Linked DNA regions of Mus musculus: all the other regions are linked to region 1. Evidence: chromatin contacts called from public HiChIP or PLAC-seq data. All regions are on one chromosome and are shown on one strand. The core of a region is the stretch at or near the end of the contact, and the rest is flanking DNA. Distances in the headings are between cores, read along the strand shown.

Evidence for each region. HiChIP or PLAC-seq counts read pairs in DNA pulled down with a chosen protein or histone mark.
Region 2: an H3K27ac HiChIP or PLAC-seq map of microglia shows a contact between it and region 1, with 5 times the contacts expected there. The contact joins two enhancer-like sites. A contact is called at or near these places in 4 of 15 datasets of contacts at CTCF or cohesin (CD8 T cells, the NIH/3T3 cell line, large pre-B cells and 1 more), 6 of 484 Hi-C or Micro-C datasets (the HPC-5 cell line, bone marrow-derived macrophages, centroblasts and 2 more), 8 of 115 datasets of contacts at active chromatin or transcription factors (the HPC-7 cell line, bone marrow-derived dendritic cells, bone marrow-derived macrophages and 4 more) and 3 of 9 other capture datasets (adipose tissue, embryonic stem cells and liver).
Region 3: a contact with region 1 is called in an H3K27ac HiChIP or PLAC-seq map of microglia, with 3 times the contacts expected there. The contact joins two enhancer-like sites. A contact is called at or near these places in 2 of 15 datasets of contacts at CTCF or cohesin (CD8 T cells and pro-B cells), 4 of 484 Hi-C or Micro-C datasets (bone marrow-derived macrophages, embryonic stem cells and myocytes), 8 of 115 datasets of contacts at active chromatin or transcription factors (CD8 T cells, acute myeloid leukemia, bone marrow-derived dendritic cells and 4 more) and 1 of 9 other capture datasets (embryonic stem cells).
Region 4: an H3K27ac HiChIP or PLAC-seq map of microglia shows a contact between it and region 1, with 4 times the contacts expected there. The contact joins two enhancer-like sites. A contact is called at or near these places in 7 of 484 Hi-C or Micro-C datasets (CD8 T cells, bone marrow-derived macrophages, centroblasts and 4 more), 4 of 115 datasets of contacts at active chromatin or transcription factors (CD8 T cells, bone marrow-derived macrophages, effector CD8 T cells and 1 more) and 1 of 9 other capture datasets (embryonic stem cells).

The regions. Positions count from the first base shown.
Region 1 is chr3:9,879,248-9,882,536 of GRCm38.p6, forward strand. Gm33273 (a long non-coding RNA gene) reads right to left here. Exons shown (of 3, transcript XR_387542.3): 3 at 1,381-2,159. Among named protein-coding and RNA genes, the nearest start is that of Gm33273, 4.4 kb to the right of the region's middle. Within about 2 kb of position 1,839, at least 10 of the 459 cell types and tissues checked have an H3K27ac peak or open chromatin away from gene starts, as enhancers often do. A contact at or near this core is called in microglia, where this site is marked.
Region 2 is chr3:9,702,233-9,705,521 of GRCm38.p6, forward strand. It overlaps Pag1 (phosphoprotein associated with glycosphingolipid microdomains 1), which reads right to left. Exons shown (of 9, transcript NM_001195031.1): 5 at 2,472-2,523. Among named protein-coding and RNA genes, the nearest start is that of Gm33169, 41 kb to the left of the region's middle. Within about 2 kb of position 1,584, at least 22 of the 459 cell types and tissues checked have an H3K27ac peak or open chromatin away from gene starts, as enhancers often do. A contact at or near this core is called in microglia, where this site is marked.
Region 3 is chr3:9,723,598-9,726,886 of GRCm38.p6, forward strand. The region is part of intron 3 of Pag1 (phosphoprotein associated with glycosphingolipid microdomains 1); the gene reads right to left. Among named protein-coding and RNA genes, the nearest start is that of Gm33169, 62 kb to the left of the region's middle. Within about 2 kb of position 1,819, at least 48 of the 459 cell types and tissues checked have an H3K27ac peak or open chromatin away from gene starts, as enhancers often do. A contact at or near this core is called in microglia, where this site is marked.
Region 4 is chr3:9,749,770-9,753,058 of GRCm38.p6, forward strand. It overlaps Pag1 (phosphoprotein associated with glycosphingolipid microdomains 1), which reads right to left. Exons shown (of 9, transcript NM_001195031.1): 3 at 2,644-2,717. Among named protein-coding and RNA genes, the nearest start is that of Pag1, 82 kb to the right of the region's middle. Within about 2 kb of position 1,537, at least 156 of the 459 cell types and tissues checked have an H3K27ac peak or open chromatin away from gene starts, as enhancers often do. A contact at or near this core is called in microglia, where this site is marked.

The sequences.
Region 1 (3,289 bases), core at 589-3,088:
GGGAGAAAACGCTATTATTGGCTATTGGATCTAACCCTTGGCCACTGTTATATGAGGGTTTTTTTGCTGTTATTGTTCTTATTGATACTTGTGTGTGGTGCTGGGACTAAAAGGACTTTGCCACTGCTGGGGATGGCATCTCCCACTCGGCTACAGCCAGTGCCAGGTACCAGAACTTGGGTAGGCCACCTTTGGTGGAGTTTCAGAACATGGGCTGTGATGTGGGTGGTGTTTTAAGAGCAGCCAGCTGGTTCTCAAAGGGGGAGAAACCTGGGGAACAAGGAAGGTGAGGAAAGCACACAATTTAAAAAGGGTGACAACTTCCCTGTTTGCTTGTTTCTAAAACCAGGGCAAGTGTTAGCAATGAGGGAGAGGACTGTTTGAAAGCTTCAAAACAAGCTGGTGCAATAAATTATGAAATTGGATGCAGCCAAAGACCTGTGACACACAGCATCCACCCTCAGAAAGATGGCTTCCCTTTGCCCTACCAGATTGCTTGTGATAGAGAAGTTGAGTAAGAATCTTGTTTTACAGTAACCTGTTGCGGTAAATCTCCTCCCAAATACACCCCGGCAAGGAAAACACAACACAATTAGTATGAATACATGCTGTGAGCCTAGATTGGGCAGATCTACCGTTACACTACCATCTTCTACAGCTTATGAGACCCCTTAGAACTTGCGGTTTCTCCAGGCCATGTGCTTCTGCTCTGCTTTTCTTCTTCCTCCTCCTCTGCGTCCTCTCCCTCTTCCATTTTCTCCACCACCACCTTCCCTTTTATCTGCCCAATCATCAGCTCTCCTTTATTTTACAAATTAAGGTGGGAAGCAGGTTTACTGGAAATCACCTGAGTGTTGACTCTTTGCTTGTTAGAGGCTACTCACTGGAGAACAGAATTAACATCAAATATAATTAGCCCCAGGGCCATCCACAACAGTAACTGGTCTCAAATCCCCCATCACTGTCTCCTGGACCAAACCCTGTCCTCACTAATCCCCAGTCTTAGTGGCGGCATCAGTTGTATGTTGTTAAATACACAGTCAAATCTTTTCTCTAATCATTTGTCTCAAATTTTCATGTTTTTAAAGGTTGGAGATGATGAACTTTTGGTGTTGTTAAATTAGAAATAAAACCCAAGAAGGGGGACATTTGAATATTTGAAATAATGTATTTTATTTCTGCCATTACCAGAGTAGCATCTAAACCTTGTCAATCAGCTATTACTAAACCTTAATGTAAATGAAATAAAATTCAAAAGAATATAACTCATAAAAGAGTAAGACATTTCAAAGAGTTAATTAAATTATCCTTTAATATAAACAACTAAATTAAATAAGAAATATGGTTAAAAAATTATCAATACTCATCCAACCATTGGTTATACACAGAAAGGAAAGAGAAAGGTGACCAAGAAGACACGTAGCATGTGCCTAACTCTAAAAGTCATTTTAATTTAAGCATCACTATGTACATTTTTGCAGCAGGAATTTAAAGATATATTTTTGGAACACTTAACTATCAAGTTAAATTAGACACAACTGGAGAATCTCTTTCTAAATTTGTAACTCATTAAGATAATTTTTCATTTTAGGATCGCCAATCTAGCTCTTTTCAAGGCATTGGAAAGTTTGAAAGTGTGTTTAGATTTAGAAGTGCAACTTTCCATACTCATAGTTGTTTTCCAATCAATATTTTAAACAGCTCTCTTGTCTTCCTCAATGACCTTTCTGAAAAGCATAAAGTGTCCTAAAGTGAGTTTGAATCGAATCTACCCTGAGTTCCTTCTGCTCTACTTCCTCTCCGCCCGACTCCCAAGGCACCACTTTCCCCTCTCCGCCCCACGCGCTTTTCTTTTTATACTCACTGAGTCAACTTAGTGCTGCGAATACGTGCACAGGGTGATTCCTCCACAAATGGCTCAGGTAGCTTCCCAGGGTCTGCCTCCCTAAAGAAAATCAGTTCTCCTTCTTCCAACAATCACCAGTTGGCAATGGCTTCCCTTTACGCACTGGGGTTTGGCTTGGCTTCATCTTGTGCAGGTCAGCACGGTGGTTGAGAGTTCATCAATAGACAGTGTTTCTCAGCGTTCCTCCGCATTCTCCAGCCCTTACATTCTTTGAAGCCCATTTAAAAATTTTTTTTCCTTCAACGGTTGCTGCCTTGAGAAAAGTAAAGATACACATTTAGATGTTTCATGAGACTAAAGAACTTTAATTCTTTTTACATGGTCTCAAAATTTAATTGGCTTCTATCAGCCAATGGGTTTGCTTATTCGCTGGTCTATTTTGAGGAAGGATGTCCCAGTATTGCCTACAGTCTTGGCTGGTTTCGAACATATGATTCTACTGCTTCAGCCTCCCCAGTAGTTAGGATTACAGATACATACCACCATGCCCAGCCTTTCACATAAGTTAAGAAAATATAATAATCATGTCGCAATCAGTTCAGCCCTTAACATTATAACAAATACATTTAGAAAAGGTGCTGTAATAAACTCATCTCACTAAGAAGGGTTAATAAGCCCTGGGATTACTTTCGATGGCCTAACTACAGTGAGCTTTCTGCAGCCATGGCTTCGCTGTTTGTGTTATTCTTCCTTCATCATGCCCCTGGGCTCTTATTATTCCTTAAATGGTGTCTAGATGCCCATGTGGCCACTTCCAGTCCCATCTGGGACATTCTCATGCCTTGAGCACATTACAATGCACTTTGCGTCATTTTGACACAGTAGACACCAGGGTTTCCTAAGAAGAGTTGGGAAAGTTCAAATGAAATTTAATAGAACAATCAAAGTCCCTGCCTAGCGTTTGGTAGGAATAGTTTAAGAAATACGTGTTGTGGATGGGCCTGGTGCTGTTTGTACTTGTACTTTGGTGCTAATTCCGCTTTACTGGAAGGGGTTGCGGACGAGGAGTAAGTCACATACTCGGGTGAGTTCTTGTGAACCAATCCCCTAATGAATAAAGGAGCCAATCACTGGGCGAGTAGGAGGGAATTCCCGGTTGAACAGAGGAAGAGAGGAAGCAGGAGAGAGGCCCATTTTGGACAGGGACAGTGTAGGACAAGTTGTAATTACTAGTGTCTTCTGGTTTCAATGGCGGGTTCACCACAAGAGGAATCAGATTTAATAAGGTTTACAAGATTAGGATTTTAGTTGCTATGCCCAGCAATTGAGTTACCATCATTTCTGGGGGTGGGGGGTGGGGGATTGAGTTACCATCATTTCGGGGGCGGGGGGGGGGGGGCGGGCGATTGAGTTACCATCATTTCTGTGGTGGGGGGGCAATTG
Region 2 (3,289 bases), core at 334-2,833, 180 kb before region 1:
TCTCCAATGGAGAATGGCTGAACTTATTTCCTAAGTATGGTTCTGGTCTCTCAGGCACTGGGGGTCTCCCAGGACTGCAGGCAGCGCATCTCACCAGGTGGTTACAGATGGGCTACGGGTACACTGTGTTTTCCTAGCTCAAGGGGAATGGAGACCACAGATTATTGTGTGGGTCAGAACAGAGCCCAGCAGGGATCAATGCCATCCCTAAAACACAGGTGGTGACAAACAAACAGCAAAGTGTCCCGACAGGAAGAGATTTAAACATGGTCAACACAGCATTTAATGCTATACATTCCCGAGCCTATTTCCGAGCTTTATTGAAACGATCATCTACTGAATAATTGCTTTGCAAACCTTTCCTACTTTCAGAGATGCACAGACACTTGGGAGAACTGATTTTGTTCCTCTGGGCTGATGGTGCTGTGTGGACTGCCTGGAACAACATGGCAGGCAGAGTCCTCACAGGGCAGAAGACAGCAGCTGCTTCTGGATGTGTTCTGTCTAACATGTCGGACCCTACCCTCTTCATGTTAATGGCTTCTGCTGCCCAAGACACAGCCCAGGTCTCAGGATATCACAGGGAAATTCTGATGCAACCTGTACAGGAGTCTTGGGTCGCTGGCTTCACAATCTTACTGACTCTGATGGGAAATCAAATAATAACAGATAATAAGTAGCCCTTGAAGTGCAGCAGTGCGCCAGTGTCCGGGAAGTCTGCTCTTTGGGCCAATACTGCTCGCATCTGCTGCTATAAAGTGACTTGAAGTGTTTGTGCTTTGCCAGGACCCTGAGATGCTCATATTGGAGAAACAGTGTCCTTAGGGGACAGAGAGGGGGACCAAGGGAAGGCTTCCTGCATAGCACGCCACTGCCAAGCTTCTATAATCTCTGTCTGAACTGCTCTTTCCCATCTTAGCCCCCATGAGAAACAAGTCAGCAAACTGGGAGTGGTCTAGGGAAGTCAGGAGCTCAGTGGGCAGCTGTGTGCAGGCCTCACTGGCACTGTCAGCAGGCATCCTGTGGATACAGTCTGTCCTGGAGGTGTGTGGAGGAGATCCTATGTGGGGAAGAGAATGAAGAGGCGGCACTCTCCCTGCCCGCAAAGGCTGCTGTCCTCAGGCAGAATAACGGGGATGAAAGATCGAGAATGACCGGCGTTCATGTGGATGCCCATATCAGAGTGACCGGCAAAGCTTGGTCCCACCCCTGAACACTGGCTTCATACAGTACTCAGGTTGAGCTGCCAGGTCTCGCCATTCCTGAGAGCACTAGGAGGAAGTGAGGCTCGAGTTGAGTTCAGCCACAACCTCCTGTCCACCTGACTGAGGAAGGTGGGCTCTGAAGAAAGACAGGGCCTATCTGTCCACCCCCCATTCCTCCCCTACCCTGTGCAAGCACTGGGGAGCATAGAGACACTGGGAACAAGGAGTGAGACAAGATAAGAGGTGAAAATAGCAGGAGAACATCAGTCAGGGCAGGAGAGATGCTGAGGTCCGGGGTGGCTGTGATGGGTGGTCTCAGACAAAGGAAGAGAGCCCTGGCTGGGGTCCAGGAGGAGCTTCCTGTCTGCTTGGGCTACAGGCACACTGGGAAGTGGGGGTTCAGGCAGCCTGGTACCTCACGCATGTGCTCTGAACATGCTTGCTGGGTGCAAACAGCCCAGGCCCCCCAGAGTTTAAATGCATATGTGCTTCCTGGCTGGGAGCAGGAAGCGCCCTCTCTCCTAGACCTGCCCTGGGGCCCAGCGGGAGCTCAACCCAGCCCTGCAGACACAGCTGCTGAGGCTGCTGCCACTTAAGGGCACAACAAAAGGTCACCACCCAGGTGGACAGCTCTCTCCTTGAGACTGCTGGGTCTCTCAGGATCCCATCAAATGCTGACGATCCGATAACGCACCAAGGCCAAGCTATGCTGTGGGCTCCAGGCCCCGATGAATGGCTGCAGCGCCACCCAAATGCATGCCAAAATCTCAGTCCCTAGTGCCACAGCCTAACCTCATCTGAAAGCAGGGCTATTTCAGATGGCACTAGTTAGGACTGAAGTCAGAGAGGTACAGTTGCTATCTTGGCTTCAAGACATACATTCAGAGAGGGAAGGTGACAGCAAGGACTAGGTGGGTGTGCACTAAGGAGCTGAGTTTGGGAACAGATCTAGCTCTGGAAGGGGCTCGTGTGACAACACTGAATGCTGGACTCTGCTCTCCAGAGCAGAGAGACAAGAAATCTTAGATGAATTGTCTAGTTGTTCCTTGTGACAGCCCTCCCAGACCAGGAGGGGCATGAAGACATCTCTGCAGAAGCTACCCTGAACACTGGTCAAGCCAGGCTCCCAGCCGTACATACAGTATACAGAAAGCCACAGCTAATATCCATTTACGTCCCCATGCCAGCTTCAGTTGTGTCGAAAGCCAGTAGCGCCATGCCTGGAGAGGTGTACTCGGACAGACAGACAGCCACACCGAGGCTTACCACATTCATCAGGTTCTCATGGTCCCCGCTATGCTGCCGTGGCTTCTTCTCTCTGAAAGGGAGAAGAAAATACCATTCTGATGTCAAATGTGTCCCTTAAAGTGAAGTGGACACCATACTTCCCTAGCCTAACATTTATCAGCTCCGCCTCTCTGGTTTTATTAACCAGGTTAATAAAACTAGATCAGAAAAAGTCCTGACCTACAGCAAAGGCTGAGCCCGCTTCTGGCACACCCCTTCCCAGAGGGTCAAGTTCACTACGGGAGACAGCGGGCTGCAAGCAGGATCTGTCTGTGCCTGGAACACTCAGATGACAGACACTGCCTTTATTCTTTAGCAAATCCTAACAATGACCTCATCTTCTCCCTTAAGAGTCTGTGAAGTCACGTGCCGTAAGGGATGAGAGAAAATATGGGAGATACTACTTTGGCACATCAGGGAGGTGACATTCTCTCAGGATGAGTCATAGGTACTTCCAGTCTACGGAAAAGTCTGCCTAGTAAAAACAGAATGTGTTTTACACAGAACAGGCTAAAGAAAGCCATTGGTTGTAAAGACCACATTTCTATCTGTGGCGAGAAGAGGGTGACACCTAGCGGGAGAGTGAGTCATTACAGTAGCAGATTCTTGAAGTTTTGGGGAGCCAAGTCTAGTGTCTCTAGGCTTGTCCTGTCCTTCAAGACCTGAGTCCTTGCTTGGCAGGGACTAGGAGAGGCTGCAGAGGCCAGAGGGCATGGGTTTCTCTTTTTGACAGATTTTAGAATGGGATCCAAATCGAGAGAGTTGAGTATGGAGCTGGCTAAGCTGGTTCCCACTGG
Region 3 (3,289 bases), core at 569-3,068, 160 kb before region 1:
TGCGTCTGCACTTGTACCCTTATTACCAACATGACACTGCGGGTCCCATCCAGGAAGCCAGCTAGAGTCTTGAATACAAATCCTGTGGCCATGGCACAGAAAGTTGGGTGCAGCCACTCTTCTGAGGAGATTCTATCTGGTCTAGACTCACACGTTCATTCACATGGATAACACAGCTTCCAACCACCCACACATGTACGGCTGTCCGCACGTCTCTCTAATCCACTGGTTTCAAACCTTTTGACAAACCTATACTCCCAGATCAGTAGCAAAATCACAGTTATGAAGCAGCAATAAAAATAACTTTCTGGTTGGGGGGTCACTATAATATGAGGAACTGTACTAAAGGGTTGCAGTTAGGAAGGCTGAGCGCCACTGAGACTCTAATCAGGATTTCTGCTGTTTTATTTTTCTATCAAACATAGAAAAATGAGTGGTATTTAACAGTATTATCAAAATCAGCCACGGTTGTACCTTATAAGTTTGCATAATTCAGTGCCTTTGCCCAGAATGGATCCCCAGTAAGTACACTACTTCCTGCAACTTCCCGTGCTGATTTAATACAGCCTTCTATTCTGATAACAATTTACAATTTATCATTTGAAATGAACAGAGAATATGAGAAATCATCAGATTCCTGCACATGTAGATTCTTTAATGTAATTTTAAAAAATAATACTTATTTTGTGACCTCGCATGTATGTGGAAGTAAACTTGTAGGAATTGGTTCCCTATTTCCACCCGTGGGTTCCAGGGGTCAGGTACAGCATTGGTCTTAACCACTGAGCAACCTTGCTAGCCCTCTCCACACCGAGCTTTTGAGGGCAGGGGCTCACTCTGAAGCCAGTGAGTAGTCTGTCGTGGTGAAGAGGCACAGGCAGGCGCTGCATTGTGAAGGCACGGGGTTAGGTGTGCGAGTGTACTGGGATCTGACCTGACCTAAGCTCAGCTCTAACCCAGCCCTGTTGCTACTGCTTCAGTATTTCTCAGACGAGCAAATGATATTCCTCAGTCAAGCCACTGGACAGGACAGAATGTTATCTTCTCAAACTGTGTCCTTCAAGTTTCTTTTCGTGGGACACTTTGTAGCAGCAACAAGAAAAGTAGCCAATACTCTCATAGCAACCACATAATGAATGGATCCCTTTGCAGTTTGAGTCCTCCCCCAGTGAGGGAGCACGGAAGCTCTTCAGAGCCAACCCTGGCTCTTTCCCTTACTTTGCTCTCTCCTCCTCTCTACTACCTTCTTCTCTGTGAGTTTACAAGCATGGCTTAATTCCCATCATTTTGCCTTGGTGCTGAGTATAGACACCTACTTGTGGGGCTCTGTATCCAGTTTGCACCTGAGCCGCTCTTCCTGGTGTCTTCCAGGCTGAGACCTCCACCAGCCTTCAGCTAGTTATACTAGATTGAATCCGAGGTTAGCCTAGCTCTGCCTCTCTCGGCTTACTCTCCTATCTACTCCATCTTCGAGCTCCTCAATGTCGCTATTTTGTACACTACTTTAAAGTCATTCTCTTCAGCTTACCCTGGTCTCTTCATTTCCAGGGCTGTATTCCCTTGTTCTCCCAACCATCATCTTAGCATGAAAGGAACCTATTTATTGGTCCCTGCCTTCATACTGCTGACCTCAACCTCAGTCAGACAGCTATCTTTAAATGGGAAGTTTGATCACACCACAGCTTAGGGCCTTTAACGTTTTCCCACTGTTCAAGAGATAAAGCAAAGGAAATCGTAAGCAGCCTGCTACTTCCCGAAAGCTTCTCCTTTCCGCACACCGCCCTTACATCATCCTGCTCACTCATTGCCAGCCACTCCCGACACTGCCTGCATCTCTGGGACTTCAGCAGCCCACACTGGCTTTCCCCAGTTCAGGTCCACATTGCATCAGAACAGAAGGAATCTACATTTAAGGTCACTGCCAATAGCTTCTATGTTTCCCTCTTTCACAACACCATGCTTTTCTATGCCCACATATGTGTGGGACACAGACAGACTGTGTGGCACCCCTACCAGGAGATCAAACCCAAGTCAGGAGTCAGGAGACCCTGCAGCCTCATCAATGGTCAGCAGCGGTTTCACCTTCTGTCATATGTGGTCCATCTTGTTGACTCTGGAGCCTATGTCTGGGTTTAGTTTTAGTTTCTGCTTGCATAATTGCTTGGAAAGTAGGGAGTTAGGATAGGGTCCATTTCCTCAAAAGATTATTGTGCAAGAGACACTTAATCATTCTCTGAACCTGAATGTACAAATGTCACAGAACAGTTCAGTTAATCCTACATTCCACTCATCTGCGTGTGCAGTGTATGCAAGTGTGTGCCTATGTGAAGCCCAGAGGTTCTGCCCCACTGCTCTCTGCTTTACTCCCTTAAGGCAGAGTCTGCCTTTGAACCTAGAGCAAGGCTGGAGGCCAGCAAAACTCAGCAATCCCCTGCCTCTTCTCTTTGTAGTGCTGGGCTTACAGGTATCTATGCCCATGCATGGCTTTTTCATGTGGGTGCTGGGATCTGAACTCAGGTTTTCATGTTCGTACAGCAAGTGCTGTACCCACCGAGTTGTCTTTCTGCCTCACTTCCTTCATTTTATAGCAGATTGTAAGGAGACAGTGACAGTCACCACATCACTCACAGAACAGTGTGTGACAGGGCTCAAGGGGGCTACAGGTGGATGTGAGAACTGGATGCAAGCCAAGCGTCCTGAGCCACTCACACCCGCAGATACTCTTCATGCATGCACTTACACCCTCTCACTCATGTACTCACTCATGCACTAATGCATTCACTAGCTCACTCACTCACACACTCATTCACACACACTCAGACTCACTCACACATACTCACACAGTTCTTCACATACCCACACACTTACATATACACTCACACTTCTTCACACACTCACACACTCAGTTATGCACTCACATACTTAGTCACATACTCACTCAGTCACGCACTTACACACTCGCTCACTAAAGAGCCAACTTTGCATCCCTCATCCATCAAGTCATGTAGTGAGATGACCTTAGTTTTGCAGACTGTCAGCATTATTAAACATTTTCATAAACTTTCCTTTCTTAGTAATTCAAAATTTGAAAACTTAGTTAATTTTTGTCTTAAAACTATCTTGGGTGTTTTATAAAATGGATCAATATGACAGAGAGATGAAGTGGCAGAGAATTCTACCGAGGTGAAGGGCTATCTCTCTGCTCGTGACAATCTCTGAAGTCTATACTTCCTCCTCCTTTTGTGTTTAGATTAGAAAACATGTGTGTCTACGAAGTGAAGCCCTTATT
Region 4 (3,289 bases), core at 287-2,786, 130 kb before region 1:
GCCATGCTTCCAAACACGATGATGGACCATACGGTGTACGCCTCCGTGGAGGTGACTGTTTACAGGTTGTTCACAGATCCCGCTCAGCGGGCTCTGGTCCGGTCCAGGGGCCCCGATGATGGTCAGTTACACACACACTAAGCCAGATCCCACAGCTGCTGGACGCCAGCGCTGACTCTGCTCTTGCCTCTCAGGTCCTTATGGACTCTGAACTGCTGAATCCCCAGTTAAATGGGCATCCTCACCATCACACCAGGGTAGCTATGCAGATTATCCCGCCCTTCCCAGGAGCCATAAATTATCTGTCAAACAAGAAAACACCATGCAGCCTTTGGGGTGGTTTCTGTCATAACCATTTCTCTTCACAGTGGGTAAGGATGCCTTGCCCCAATGTTCACACAACACCCTTCTTCTCTTCCCTTCAGGTCAGCTGCAGCTAAAAGGATCTAGCTGCCTGTGAGCTCCTTCCTATCCCTGTCCCTTTTATGATGAGCTGTGCTCACAGGTGTGAAAAGCCAGGAGCCAAGGACAGTGACACTGCTCAGGCCTGGAGTCTCAGTGGTTCTAGGAGCCTCAAGAGAAACAATGATAGGCCAGCAGGTCCTCTGAAGGTATCCTTGCCACACAAGCAACACCTCCACAGACCGCCAGACACAGGCAGGAGTGGCTGGCCCTGCGTCTCTCGTATGCCTCCATACAATGCCATATTCTACCCCACACCCTCAGCAATCCTGTATATTTATATAAAAATTTTATATTAAAAACAGGTTATCTAAAATGCATCCATTGGAATAAAAAAAGGAGGTGGAGAAGGTTGAAGAGCTTAGTTATTTTTATTGGTATCTGTTATTCAGTCCCAAACACTGTCATATCAATGTACTCCTCTATGTCCTGCCTATGCTCACCCATCACCATCATTATTACCGTGGTTTGTAATAGTCAGGATGCAATGCAGACTCTCAGCACACCAGGCACATTGCTGCCGCTGAGCTCTAGCTCCTGTCCTCCTTTCACACAATCCAGATTGCAGAAACTCCTTCTGAAGTTGGGGTCTTTAAAAGTTATGCACGTTCTCTGTGTGTCACACCGCGGGTGGTACTCTCACCGTGTCCCTGCCATACACTGATTACTGTCTGCACATAATTGTTCCCAGGAGCTCCAAGCTAACACTGCTGGCACTGATAGGAGTGCTGATGTACAAGGAGCAAGCCTCGAGGCTGTCTGCAGCGCGCAGGATGTCTTTCTGAATTTCTAGGATTGAAATGCTTGATGCCACAGCTTAGATGGGCACCCTACTCTCATAAGGACCTTTTATGTAATACATGCATAATGCAGTGTGAAGAAAGGAACCAAGGAAAATGTTTTCCTAAATTATAACTTGCATCTTGGTAATGAGAAGCTATTAAAATGTATTTAAAAAAAATCCCCAAGCTGATGTGTTTCTTAGAATTCAGCGGTTCCCACTGCTCTGCTCGCATTCTGTATGCACAGCAGAGATCCCTGCCAAGACTATTACAGTGAGCAAACAATGTCCTCTCTGTCAGAGCCGAGAATGAATAGTATCACAAAATTCTCTTCCAACTTACAGCCTACACTTCCCCCAACCCTTCTGAGAACTGCCAGGGAGGGGGAGGCCAGAAGCTGGCTCTCCCCTTCCATCTGAAACTGCTTTCCACAACACCAAGGGTGGAATAATGCCAGCCATATATGATCTTCTAATCAGAGAAAGCAGACAAGAAGATTTCAAATCTAGTTGTGTATTGTTTCATCCCTGCGGATGTGAGTACACAGACACTTTGTAAGGAAAAAGGAAGCGCTTTATCAGATAAAAATCTCAGCCTAGTGAAAATAGCCCTATGCTAAAAACTAAACAGCAAAAGAGGAATTTCATAGAAATGATAGAGCAGTTTGTGTTCAGGGCCTAGGAGGCGAGTCACGAGTGCTGAAGCTGACAATGGGCTCTACTGCTGCCTGTAAGCCTTGGTGCCTACTAAGAATATGATTCACAAAGGGAGAGCCTGGAGCTATTCCTGTGGATGTGCAAGGTGAGGGTGGCCCACTCCACTAGGATCTGAGGTCTGCCTGTGTCTCCCCCTCAGCTCCTCTTTAGAAGTGGTATTAAGGACATTATCTTCTAAAATGAGACATTTATAAAGCATTTTGTATGAACCACTGAAAGGCTAACTTGGTGTGCATTTTCAGGGACCCCCCCCCCCACGCAGAGATTTCTTAAATTCTTTTCTTATTTGTTAAGTCTTAGTTGGTACAAAGCATTGGTCCAGGATCACCTGCATGACACATACAGAATGGATACTTTATTTGACCTCTAGTTAGAATCCCTCCACTATTTCATCATAAAGGAATGAATGCAATTTTCAGTCTAAACACTAGGACTCTCCCCGCTCCCTCTTTTCCCACACACTTGCTGCCCAGTCCCATGACCTCCCAGGGCGGGATGGTCTTCTTCTGCTGATACTTTTAGTGAGGCTGCAGACGGAAGCACCAGCCTCCCTTTCTTCTCTCTCCCCCTTTCACTCAGCCCTAGTCTGCAGCAGACAGACCATCAACTCTCCATGCTCCCACTGTCGTCTGAAACTGCAAGGCATGTGTTCCCTCCCTTCTTCCTATGACGGCCACAATTACCTTGGAGAAACGGTTGTCCAGAAGAGGGTTTCGTTCACGTGTCAGTATGCTGGGGTTCTCTCTTCCTTCTTGGCCTGTAACCAAAAAGAAAGAAAGAATGTCTGGGGGGCAGGGAAGGCATGTGGACAGGCTGTGAAAGACGCCTGCCAGCTTGCTGTAGAAAACGCTGGCCTGCGGATCAGACCCTGAGCTCCACATTCCTCTTCAAAGAGGCCGTAGTTTTAACTTCTAAACCAGTGAAAGTGCTGGCGGTACTCAAAACATACAAGGCTTTTCCCCCTGAAGTAACAGCCATGTTATCATTGGATCAAATATAAAGCAATTGACTTTTTTTTCCTCAAAGTCTTTCTAGTTTGTGACAGATAAATCTGTAAATTACCATATTACAATTAAAATCAAGTAAGTGCTACCTACATTTGAGATAAAAACTCAGAATTTATATGAAAAGAACATTCCTGCTTTTGGCGTGGTAAGCCATGACTCAGTTGACTCTTTCCCATAGAAAGGAGGCTGTGTGACTGTCAGGAGCCACGGGCATGCGGATATAGCCTGTGCTCGTTCCATCTTCACCCCACTGTGGAAATGAGAGAGGCAACTGTAGGAAGGCAAGCCCCTCATTGCCGACTCATCAGCTCCCACATCCGGC